Regions from separate parts of the Capsicum annuum genome. Here region 1 is linked to region 2. The links are chromatin contacts, called in public Hi-C maps. All regions are on one chromosome and are shown on one strand. Each heading gives the region's core, a stretch centred on a gene start, on an enhancer-like site or on the middle of the called end of the contact. The rest is flanking DNA. Distances are from core to core; before and after follow the strand shown.

Evidence for each region. A called contact is a pair of places that touch in the nucleus more often than the background predicts.
Region 1: a contact with region 2 is called in a Hi-C map of leaf, with 2.1 times the contacts expected there. The contact joins the promoter of LOC107853514 here to the enhancer-like site in region 2. A contact is called at or near these places in 2 of 5 Hi-C or Micro-C datasets (leaf and placenta).

Annotation. Positions count from the first base shown.
Region 1 is chr7:179,611,310-179,616,567 of UCD10Xv1.1, forward strand. LOC107853514 (pentatricopeptide repeat-containing protein At3g54980, mitochondrial) reads right to left here and starts at 3,581. Exons shown (of 2, transcript XM_016698502.2): 1 at 59-3,581. The coding sequence starts at 1,159. The coding sequence ends at 233.
Region 2 is chr7:179,411,894-179,416,993 of UCD10Xv1.1, forward strand. LOC107878110 (protein ACTIVITY OF BC1 COMPLEX KINASE 7, chloroplastic) reads left to right here. Exons shown (of 17, transcript XM_047415300.1): 13 at 82-166; 14 at 402-463; 15 at 549-623; 16 at 721-825; 17 at 1,636-2,127. The coding sequence ends at 1,671. Among protein-coding and RNA genes, the nearest start is that of LOC107878110, 21 kb to the left of the region's middle. Within about 2 kb of position 1,453, at least 5 of the 5 cell types and tissues checked have an H3K27ac peak or open chromatin away from gene starts, as enhancers often do. A contact at or near this core is called in leaf, where this site is marked.

The DNA.
Region 1 (5,258 bases), core at 2,331-4,830, 200 kb after region 2:
GACAATACAGTAATGGTTAAAAGAAGATCCGAATATGAACAAAGATCAGTTCAATTACCTCATGCAGTGATCGACATGTCATGTACTAGAAGCTGCCATCCAATTTAGCCTAGAAGCCTCCAAATCGAAATGGTTTAGTGTGGCTATGCCCCGTTGAAATCCCTTCCCGTCTTCCACTTACTGTGAAGTAGCTGCATTCATCTCTAGTGACAAGCCTCATGAAGCACTGCCTTCAACCCACTTGCTTCAAAACATTTTCTACATCCTCTGAGGAAGCAGCATTTTGGTTTCTCGCAACAAGCTCCACCGACGAATCATTTTGATGATCATCAGGCATTAAAGAATCTACTTTACAGTCCTTCAGTAAATCAGAAAAAGTAGTAGTGTGTAATATCCAACCAAATCTTGTCATAACCTTGCATATTTCGTCTATATCAGTATCACCTTTGAGAGAAAAACTACGAGCAATAGCACTACAAGTTGAATGATTGAGCACAAACTCCTTCTCCCCCATCTCAAGAAGAAATTCCAATACTTTACCGTACTTCCCATCCAAGCATAAAGCTTCAATTAGTGACTCACAGGCGCTTACACTTAGAGGCGTGCGCTTCTCCAACATTCCCATGAATAACTTGAATGCATCAAGTAAGTTCCCTTCGTTTGAGAAAGCATCCAGCACAATCGGAAGAATGCCATTCTCAGGATTTATACCCTTCCTCACCATTTCTTGGAATATGGCACAAAGTCTTGATCTCTCACCCATCATATGATAGCCATGAAAAATTCTACTGTAAGTTGCATCCTTAAGTACGAGATCCCTTTTTTGCATTTCTGATATCAGCATTTCTGCTTCCTCCATTAGTCCATCCTTGCATAGCTGCTCAATCAGCGGTGTATACGTGTCCTGATCAAATCCAATGCATCCCTCTGTCATCTTTTTCAGAAGCTGCTTAATTTCCACCACATTTCCATTCTTCAAGAATCTATCAATCAATGTGTTAAAAGCTTTAGCAGAACCTATTCCCATTTGCAACATTTCCTGAAGCAAGTCCTGAGCTTTCTGCAAGTTCCCAGTTTTACAGCATCCATCAAAGAGAACATTATAAATGCTCCTATACCGAGAAAGCCCCCTAAGTATCATAAGAGTCAAACAAGCCATATGCCTCGGACAATTGTCCTCCTTTAGCTAAACAAGATATCATGGTAGTGTATGTCGCTCTATTTGGTCCCAAGCCTTTTTTTAAGATGATACTGAATATCATTTTAGCTCTCTCAGTTTGACCTGCATTAAGCAGCTCATCAATCAAGAGATTGTGAGTCCGTAAGTTGGGACGGATACCTCTGTTTTCCAGTTCCTTGTAAAGGGTAAAGGCCTTTTCAATCTCAGAGTGTAGAACAAAATAACAGATGAGAGATTTATAGGAGGAAACATCAGCAACCAGATTCTTGCCATGAAGTTCTGATATGACTTCAGCTGCTTCTAGCATTTTTTCGTTCACCAAGAGACCATAAAAGAGAATAAGATAGGCGTCACGCACTTCCAAAACCCCCATAGCAAGAATACTTCTAAATACCCCAAAGGCTTCGTTTACCTTACCACTTTTGCAGTTCACACTGATCAAAGCACTATAAATTCCTCCGTTGGGCTTAAACCCATGATGCAGCATCTGAAATAAATATCTTTCTGCATTTTGCAACTCCCCTTCTCCACAATATCCAATAACGAAGGCTTCATAAGTATCCTGGTCAGGTTTTAGGCCTCTATCCAGCATTTCAACCAAGCAACTTTGAGCAGCTTTCATCTCCCGTGTCCCGCAGAGGCCCTTTATAAGAGTATTGTAATGGGGAGTAGCTGGAATAATCACCTGACATCAATAGCCTCCAAAATCCTCCTCAACTGCTCTAAGTAACCTTTACGAGAATAATTTTTAAACAAAGTTCTCCAGGTAAGAGCATTTTGCTTGCCATTCTTCGTTATCAAGTCTGAAAGAGAAGACATAGCTGAGTCCGTATCCTTATTGCGGCAGAGACAATCAGTAATTATACAATACGTTGACTCAACAGAGGCCAGATTTTTCTTCTTCAATTCTTCAAGAAGCTCCAAGGCAGTGGCGACATTACCCCCTTGACAATGTCCCTCAATCAACAAGGTATAAGTTGTCAAATCAGGCTTGATACCTTCTCCGGTCATGTCACCCACAAGTTTGTGTGCCTTCTCCATCATACCACACTTGCAGAGCCCACGAAGAAGTGTATTGCAAAGGTTTAAATCAATGCCTTTAGCATCCTTTATATCCTTCATTTTAAAAGCTTCATCCACATCATCTCTCAAGTAAGAATCTAGTAAAGCTTCATAAACAACTGAGTCAAGCTTCACTCCCCGCTCAGTCATCTCAGCAAATACCATTATTGCCTCTTTAAATCTATTTGCAGCACAAAGCCCGTCAATAAATGTGGTATAAATATATCGATTAGGAACTAATGACTTGGCAAACATGCTTTTTTTAAGCTGAATTGCCTCATCCACATGCTCAGCTCTAAACAACCCCTTCATCAAAATGTTATAGGTAAACATATTTGAACAAAAGCCCTTCTCTTCCATCTCAGCCAATACTTTCTTGGCATCACTAAAATTCCCCTCTCTACAATGAGCATCCACCATACTAGTATACGTAATTGCATTGAAGGTAATATTAGCTTCACTCATTGAATTAGTAACTCGCCAAAACAATCTAAAGTTACTATCTTTCAACAAATCCGTCAACAAACGGTTACAACAGAACAAGCTAGGGACACAATCAAGATCTTTATTATGAGCAAAAATAACACTAGCAGCTTCAAACAAGTACTTTTTCTCTCTGTACTTATCCATCAACAACCCAAATATGATATGATCAAATTTTCTTGATTCATCCAATTCTTTACGACAATTATCAATAGATTTCACAACATCTAAAGGGGGTAAACCGAATTTAATCACAATATCAAGAACAGAACTAGCAGGACCATACAAATTGTTACTACATAAAAGGACAGCTAGAAATGAATGAATTTCCAAATCTGATTGAATACCCACTTTGTGTTTTGACCATTGGAAGAAACTGAGAAGGCGTTCAAGGTGGTTAGTCAATTGATGTTGATGAAGAATAGAGCGAACCACATCTGGATTTAGCTTCTTTTTTAATCCTGAGGATTGAATGAGCCTTTTCCACTTCTTGTTTTTAAGAATTTGGGTGAGTTCTTGGACCAAGATTTGGTTGTTTTGTGGAAGCTGAGAGTTGCAATTATGTCTGTGAAATGTAGTTTGTTCAATACATCTTGTGATTTTCCTATGAAAAACCCTCCACATAGTTTTGGAATTTTCAAGGAGGATTTGGACCAAGGGAGTAACTTGGAAACAAGTGAGCAGGAGAAGTCAAGTTAGCTGAACCCTAGAAGATGCAATTCCAAAGTTCCTAGGCTGATCACTGGTTAGTTGGTGCAATTTTAACAAGTTACTAACATTGGTGTTTCTTTAAATTTTTGGTTGCAAAGATATTAGTAATATCAATATCATAATCCATACCAAATGAAAAATTGGGAAAGCTGATTAACTTCTATTTATAACTTTATATCCAAACTAGATGCATGAGGTCCGTGCTAAATTCGGAACCAAACTCATCACAAAGAATATAAAATTTAATTTTAAAATCAAAATGACTTAAGTCACATTTCTATTGTATAATTAATTTATTTTAGTGATACATTGATTATGTCTTGAGTGATAAGTCATTATGATTATTAAAATTTTTTCGTTATATTTGGATAACTTTTAAATGACTTTATTTATGAGAAAGAAAGTATGAAGGATAATTAGCAAATATGAATAGACATATAATTCAACTTAAAATATATAAATGATGTGTTCAAAATGTTTTAAATTTTTTTTCATATTTGATAGATTTTTGAAAAAAAAATATTTTCTTTAGAAAAATAAGTTTTTTTAGACTTATAAAAAGAACTTCGTAGAAGTAGGAAAATAATATCTTTTTTATATTTTACATTCATTGAGCCATTCACTCTTTAATATACCTTGTCTTCATAACACCGATAGTTGTTATCCCTTCCACCCCATACATCCCCTCTCATAGTACTTATCTAAATTATATATAAATAGTTTTTAAATAATAATTTACTAACATACCAAATATAAGAAAATAAGTAAGAAACACACTAATTTTTTTGAAAAATACTTTAAAAATAATATTTTTCATAAAAAGCATGTTTGTACCAAACACGCATCTAAAAAGAGCATAAGTATTATTAGAAAATAATAAATACTTTGATTGAAAATGAGACTGTAACTTTAAAGTTGCACAAATTTTATCAAAATGTAAAAAAGTAAATATGCATTCTATCCGTTTCATTTTATTTTATATTTATTGATTTGGTCTTCCTATTAATAAGAAGTTATGTAATAGGAGTTTGTTTATTTATCTCAACAGTTATGATTTAAAAGTGTAGAGATAATGTCTAATTACACCTTGAACTATACCCAAAAAAGTTATGACACACCTCAACTTAAAGGGAGTTCTATTACTCCTGAACTAATTAAAAGTGTAATTTTGATACCCTTAGTGTCTACGTGGTGCTTACGTAGTACATACGTGGTCCAACACACTGAAATATCCACGTAGGCACACGTGTGTGCCACATAGGCACCACGTAGGCACTAAGGGTGTCAAAATTACACTTTTAATTAGTTCAGGAGGTAATAGGACTCCCTTTAAGTTGAGGTGTGTCATATCATTTTTGAGTATAGTTCAGGAGGTAATTGGGTATTTTTTTCAAAAGTGTATGATTGACAACTATTATGTTGTATAGTTACTTAGTAGAAAGAGTAATATTGGAAGAAAATAATAAACCTCTATTTATTTACTAAAATAATAAGTAAAACAAAAATTTTACTTTTAGTATAAGGGTAAGTAAAATGAAAAGAGAGAGAAAAAGGTACTCTCTTAATTCATTTTTACTTGGTTTTTTAACTTGAAAAATAACTTAAGAACTTAATATATTAAGAGTAAAACATATGAAATTATCCTTATTAAGTATGTTTTAAAATTTTAGGACTACCAAAACGAGAGATTCTCCCATATATACAATTATATATAGTTATAATACATCTCAATGTGGAGTTGATCAGCACAATAAATACATCTATCTATCTATGTCTTTCTATTATAAAAATACGAATAATTTTCTCTAAATGTTAAAAATTA
Region 2 (5,100 bases), core at 203-2,702:
AAATTTCATGAGGTAGAGCATTAGTTTCAGTTCAAACTACCTTTGCGTGTTTCACAATATAACAAGAGGAAGATAATGCAGGATTTGTTTGCTATAGCAACTGATCAACCATTCCGTTTTCCTGCAACTTTTACATTTGTGATCAGGGCATTTTCCACGCTAGAAGGTGCTCTCTCTCCCTCTCTCTCTCTCTCTCTCTCTCTCTCTCTCTCTCTCTCATTCTTATTCTGAAAAGCAAGGGAACATCCATTAGTTAAATATAAATGTCAAGATCGTTAACTTTTAACAGTGTAGACTCTTGATATTAATTCCCTTTTTGACAGTTCCATTTTTGTGGCTATGATGTTATATCCCCTTACAGATTGAACTGAATGTTTGCATCTCTTGTTGCATTCTCGCAGGGATTGGCTACATATTGGATCCTGATTTCTCCTTTCCAAAGATTGGAGCACCATATGCACAGGTTGATAGATTGTCAAACAGCTAACGTTTCAGACAATTAAATCTTAGCTCCTTTATTGTCTAAAGTTGTTCAATCTGTCCTGCAGGAACTCCTGGACTTGAGACAGAAGCAGCGCAGTGGTCCACAACTTGTTCAGGAAATAAGGAAACAGGCTGATGATGTACCCTAACAAACCTTTTCTCAACAGTTTCTTGTTTTATGATCCGATCAAATAAGCTTGAGTGATGTATATACCATCTTATGTGAAATTCTTCCAGGCACGGACATCCACCATCTCCATGCCTTACAGAGTTCAGCGGATAGAAGAGATCGTCAAGCAGCTTGAGTCCGGAGATCTGAAACTCAGAGTTCGGGTCCTCGAGGTAATTAGTCTACTAGAAATCAGTGTGGCTTGCATCAATTATTCGATTTGGTTAATGAGCTTATAGTCTTAGACAATCTATGATCTACATTAATTGTCCTTCTCTGACAATTAGTCTCATGCAAATCATTTCACTTTCCCATACTTCTTGAAAATTGTGATCTGTCGAAGTCTGAGAGAGCAGCTCGGAAAGCTACAATTCTTCAAATGGCGACCATGTACACAGTTATAGGGGGTACCCTCGTAAACCTTGGTGTCACTTTTAGCAGTCAAGGCAGTCAAATTTTTGCAAATGGATCCTTTATTGGTGCAGGTACATTTTATGGACTATCTTCAGGTTTGATGAATTTGAATTGCACTTGTTTTTGCTGCCAAAAATTGACCTTATCTTTCTGTATGCAGGTGTTTTCCTGACTCTCTTGATTAGGTCCATGCAAAGAGTGAACAAACTTGATAAATTTGAAAAAATGATTTAAGTCATTATACATTGCCTCCCTCCCACCCCTTCTTTTGGCATCATTTTTTTCTTTTTTCTTTTTGTTATTTTGTTGGGGAGAGGGAGGGGCCAGGGAGCCAAAACGTGACTTCTTGCCATATTTAGGAACCATTTTTTTTTGTGGTGCACACACATACTTGTACCAAAGTTAAATTGGGAAGGAGGATAGGAATGTTCCTTGTATTTGTAATCATGTTCATATATTTGTATAGCAACAAATAAAATTTATGCTTCAAATGAAGGAGTGCATGTATATTGCCAATTACTCTCCTGGATTACTCAATGATCCCAATGTATGGTTTTTTTTTGATTTAGTGTAGGTTGGGTAGGGGGGATGTGAAAATGATTTGATCAAACAGCTATAAGCACTTGCTCCGGTTAATACAAAATGACCTATTGCAACGCCAGCAGATGTTGAAGGCAGAATGGGTGGAGTCGTTTCGAATCCAATTGTCTCAAGATTTTTGTTATAGTTCTAACTATAGAGTGAGCAAAAAGAAAAAGAAAAAGGAAAGCTTTGTGCATTTGTGGAGCCTTTGTGTTTTGCTCAACTGCCTATGTTGTGTGTGTGTGTATATACGAGTCGATGACAAGTCTCATATCCAAATCTTTAGTGGTGCAAGTGAAGAGGAACCTGGTGAGAGACAAATCACATTAAGATTCACATGGGTTTGCCTACTCTGCAATTGTCAAAGTACTCGGCGGGGGTAGAGCTTCACCGATGAGATCAGCAAAATTTGATAGCTTCAGTTCAAAGCATGTATCTGTATTTAGAGGTTCACTCAATCTATATAAATAATTTATCAAGATACGTAATCTGCCGTCTCTAAAATCTAGAACTCAAACTAAAAATTCACTAAATTTGTTGAAGAATCACACTAGCAAACAGATCTCCTCAGGACTATACCTTGAAGTTTAAACATGACTAGAGTTGAAAAATGAAACTTCTAGCAAACATCGACAATGTTATTATTAATGTCATTTCGGCATCTCATACATCCCTCATTAATTAGAAAAGAAAGTACTCTAAGCATACGAAACCAAATAAGAGATGATGAGATTAAGAGTTTTGTGGAGAGAAACCTCATTCAGTGTGCATATATGATATAATAGGTGAATGGTAAGTCGTAAATCACCTTATGTCACGCAAGTAAAAGAAAGAATATGTAGGTGTAATATACTACAATAATTAAATTACAGTTGAAAATGTAAGAAGTGAAGAAATAAAATAATTTTCTTCTTGGCTGAGGCGTGGATATCTCGCTCTCTTGAAGGAAATTCAAGCCCACTGCGGCATAATCTACACCGATCCAGTATATCTCATGATTTGTCCCCTCCAGGATAAAACAGTCGATCAATGATGTATAAATCAAGTAATTCAGGATTAGTTGAAGAATCCAAAGCTCCACCGTAAGAACATCTTCCTTCAACACATTAAAACTCTTTTTTTATACAGTGAATATAGTTGAAGACTTAGGATATTTTCTTTATCTCAACTCTTTCTTTCACTAATATATTTACTCTCTTTTGTATAGTGAATATAGTTGAAGACTTAAAATATTTTTTTTATCTCAGCTCTCTCTTTCACAACTACATTTACTCTTATCATCTTCTTCTTGTCACTTATAATGTACTACCACTCATCTCTTTTCATATGTACTTTAATACAAGGAAGAAAATATAAATAATACAAGGAAGAAAATATCATTTATATAGATGTAGTACTCTTCCATCTAGTAAATGAGGAAGTAATGGGTATTAAGTGAGGAAGAAGAATGTTTTAGGAATTTCATATGTTATATGAGTTACAATACATAAAGAGGTAGAATAATGGTAGTAGTTACAAGAAATTTATGGTCACTTCTTACTATTAACGCATAAGATTAAAGACACAAAATAATACGGTCGATAATGGACAAATAAAGTATTAGAAGTTATAAGAGTTATCAAAATATAATGACACCACTATCTTCACTTTATGTCCATCAATTATCATGCAATTTAGTTTTAATATTAAAATACACCAACATTCCCTCACTCATTTTAATCTTCAAATAAGAAAGTTCACCAATTTAGTAGAAGGGAGACTATTGCACATAATGAACGTGTGCTCTGCATTGAACCTTCACTTAGTAAAACAACAAACTTTACTCCAGAGTTAGTAGTGGTCTCAGACTTGAACTATGATTGCTTAAGAGAAATAAAGTATCACTGCTTATACATAACAATCAAGGTGTTGACAGAAGTTTTAATATCCAGCACATAACGGCTATGTGCTATCCCCATTTTTTATGAGCGTTTTTGAGAATAAGCCCAATTCTCATAGGAGGCGGCCAACTTCCACACTCACATAGGTCAAATATTTCAAAGGTAGTCCTATAATTCTAACATCCTACTTATACGAGATACAGAATTTCATTAAGAGTTCTTAGACTTAACCTTCACAAATCATTATAGAAACAAAATGCGTTTACATCATAGGGAGGGATAAAATAATAGTGCATTCACAATAAGTCATCATATGATTTGTTCTTTCCATTGAACCTGGTTATACGATCTCTAGTCCCCAGGTTAGGTTTCCTCATATATGACTTAGAAATTTTTGAGCTTGAATTCCTTCCAGCTCGATGTGCTTCAGACCATTTTCTTGCTAAGGCATTAGTTTCAAATCTACAAGATTATCACAAAGTTGACACAATTAATATTGGTATAACATTGATCAATATGATCTCACAATATTGTGTTTTTCTTCTTATTGTCTGAATTTATCATTATAATAATAATTTATACTCTACCAATAAATTTTGGTGCTATCATAGTAACTCAAAACTAGATAAATCAATTTCTCAAAATAAAGTGATTAATTAATTCACTTTTTCACCAGTTGAAACTAAAATAATTAGTTCAACCTCCATAGTAGAGTTAGCAAATAATAATTTGCTTTTTCATTTCAACAAATGACACCAAGTTTTTTTATTCATTTTGCATCAAAAACACTTTTAAGTACAAAAGGATTTATTTTAATAGAATAAGCCACAACTATTTTTCACACAAATATATCCGATTTGCTTGTATAACCTGCTTACGTACTTTTACACAATTTCAGGTCAAGTACAACTAGCCACATATTTAATATTTTATTAGGCTAGTAAACTCTTTTTTTCACACTACTTTTACATATTTGATTCAAAAGGAGTTGTATGGCTCATACAATCAACAAAATGTATTTCACATTTTTTCTTTTTCACCATAATGTGACATGTCAAGGAAAAGTTCATCACATGATTTAGGTATTTTTCATTCCTAGAATGAAATTTATCTCACTTATTTTTTCATGTCAAAATGGCTATTTAATTTTTTCATTTCTTTAAAAACGTGCTTGTTAGAGACAAAGACATCTGCTCATATAAATAGTAATATGTGATTTATTCAAAGACTAACTATGCACTTGTAACACTTTTTTAACACATTTTCAAAAGTTCAAACATCATATTTTTCGTGATAATATTTTCTCATTTCATTAGCTCCCACTATTTCAAGAATTTGAATACCACTTTATGATCATGAAAAGTAGTATCATTTTTTCATTAAAAATTTTTGGTAGAAGGTTTTTTACCTTTCTTCTACAATAAATAGAAAAGTTTTTACCTTTTCTTCGCTTGAGTTGAGAAAGTAGAGATTACTTTACCCTTCGTCTCTTCTCTTCCATCTCTTGAAGAAACTAGTGCCGTTAAGATGTTGAGATCTCCATCTTGATATCCATTTTTTTAAAACTGTAAC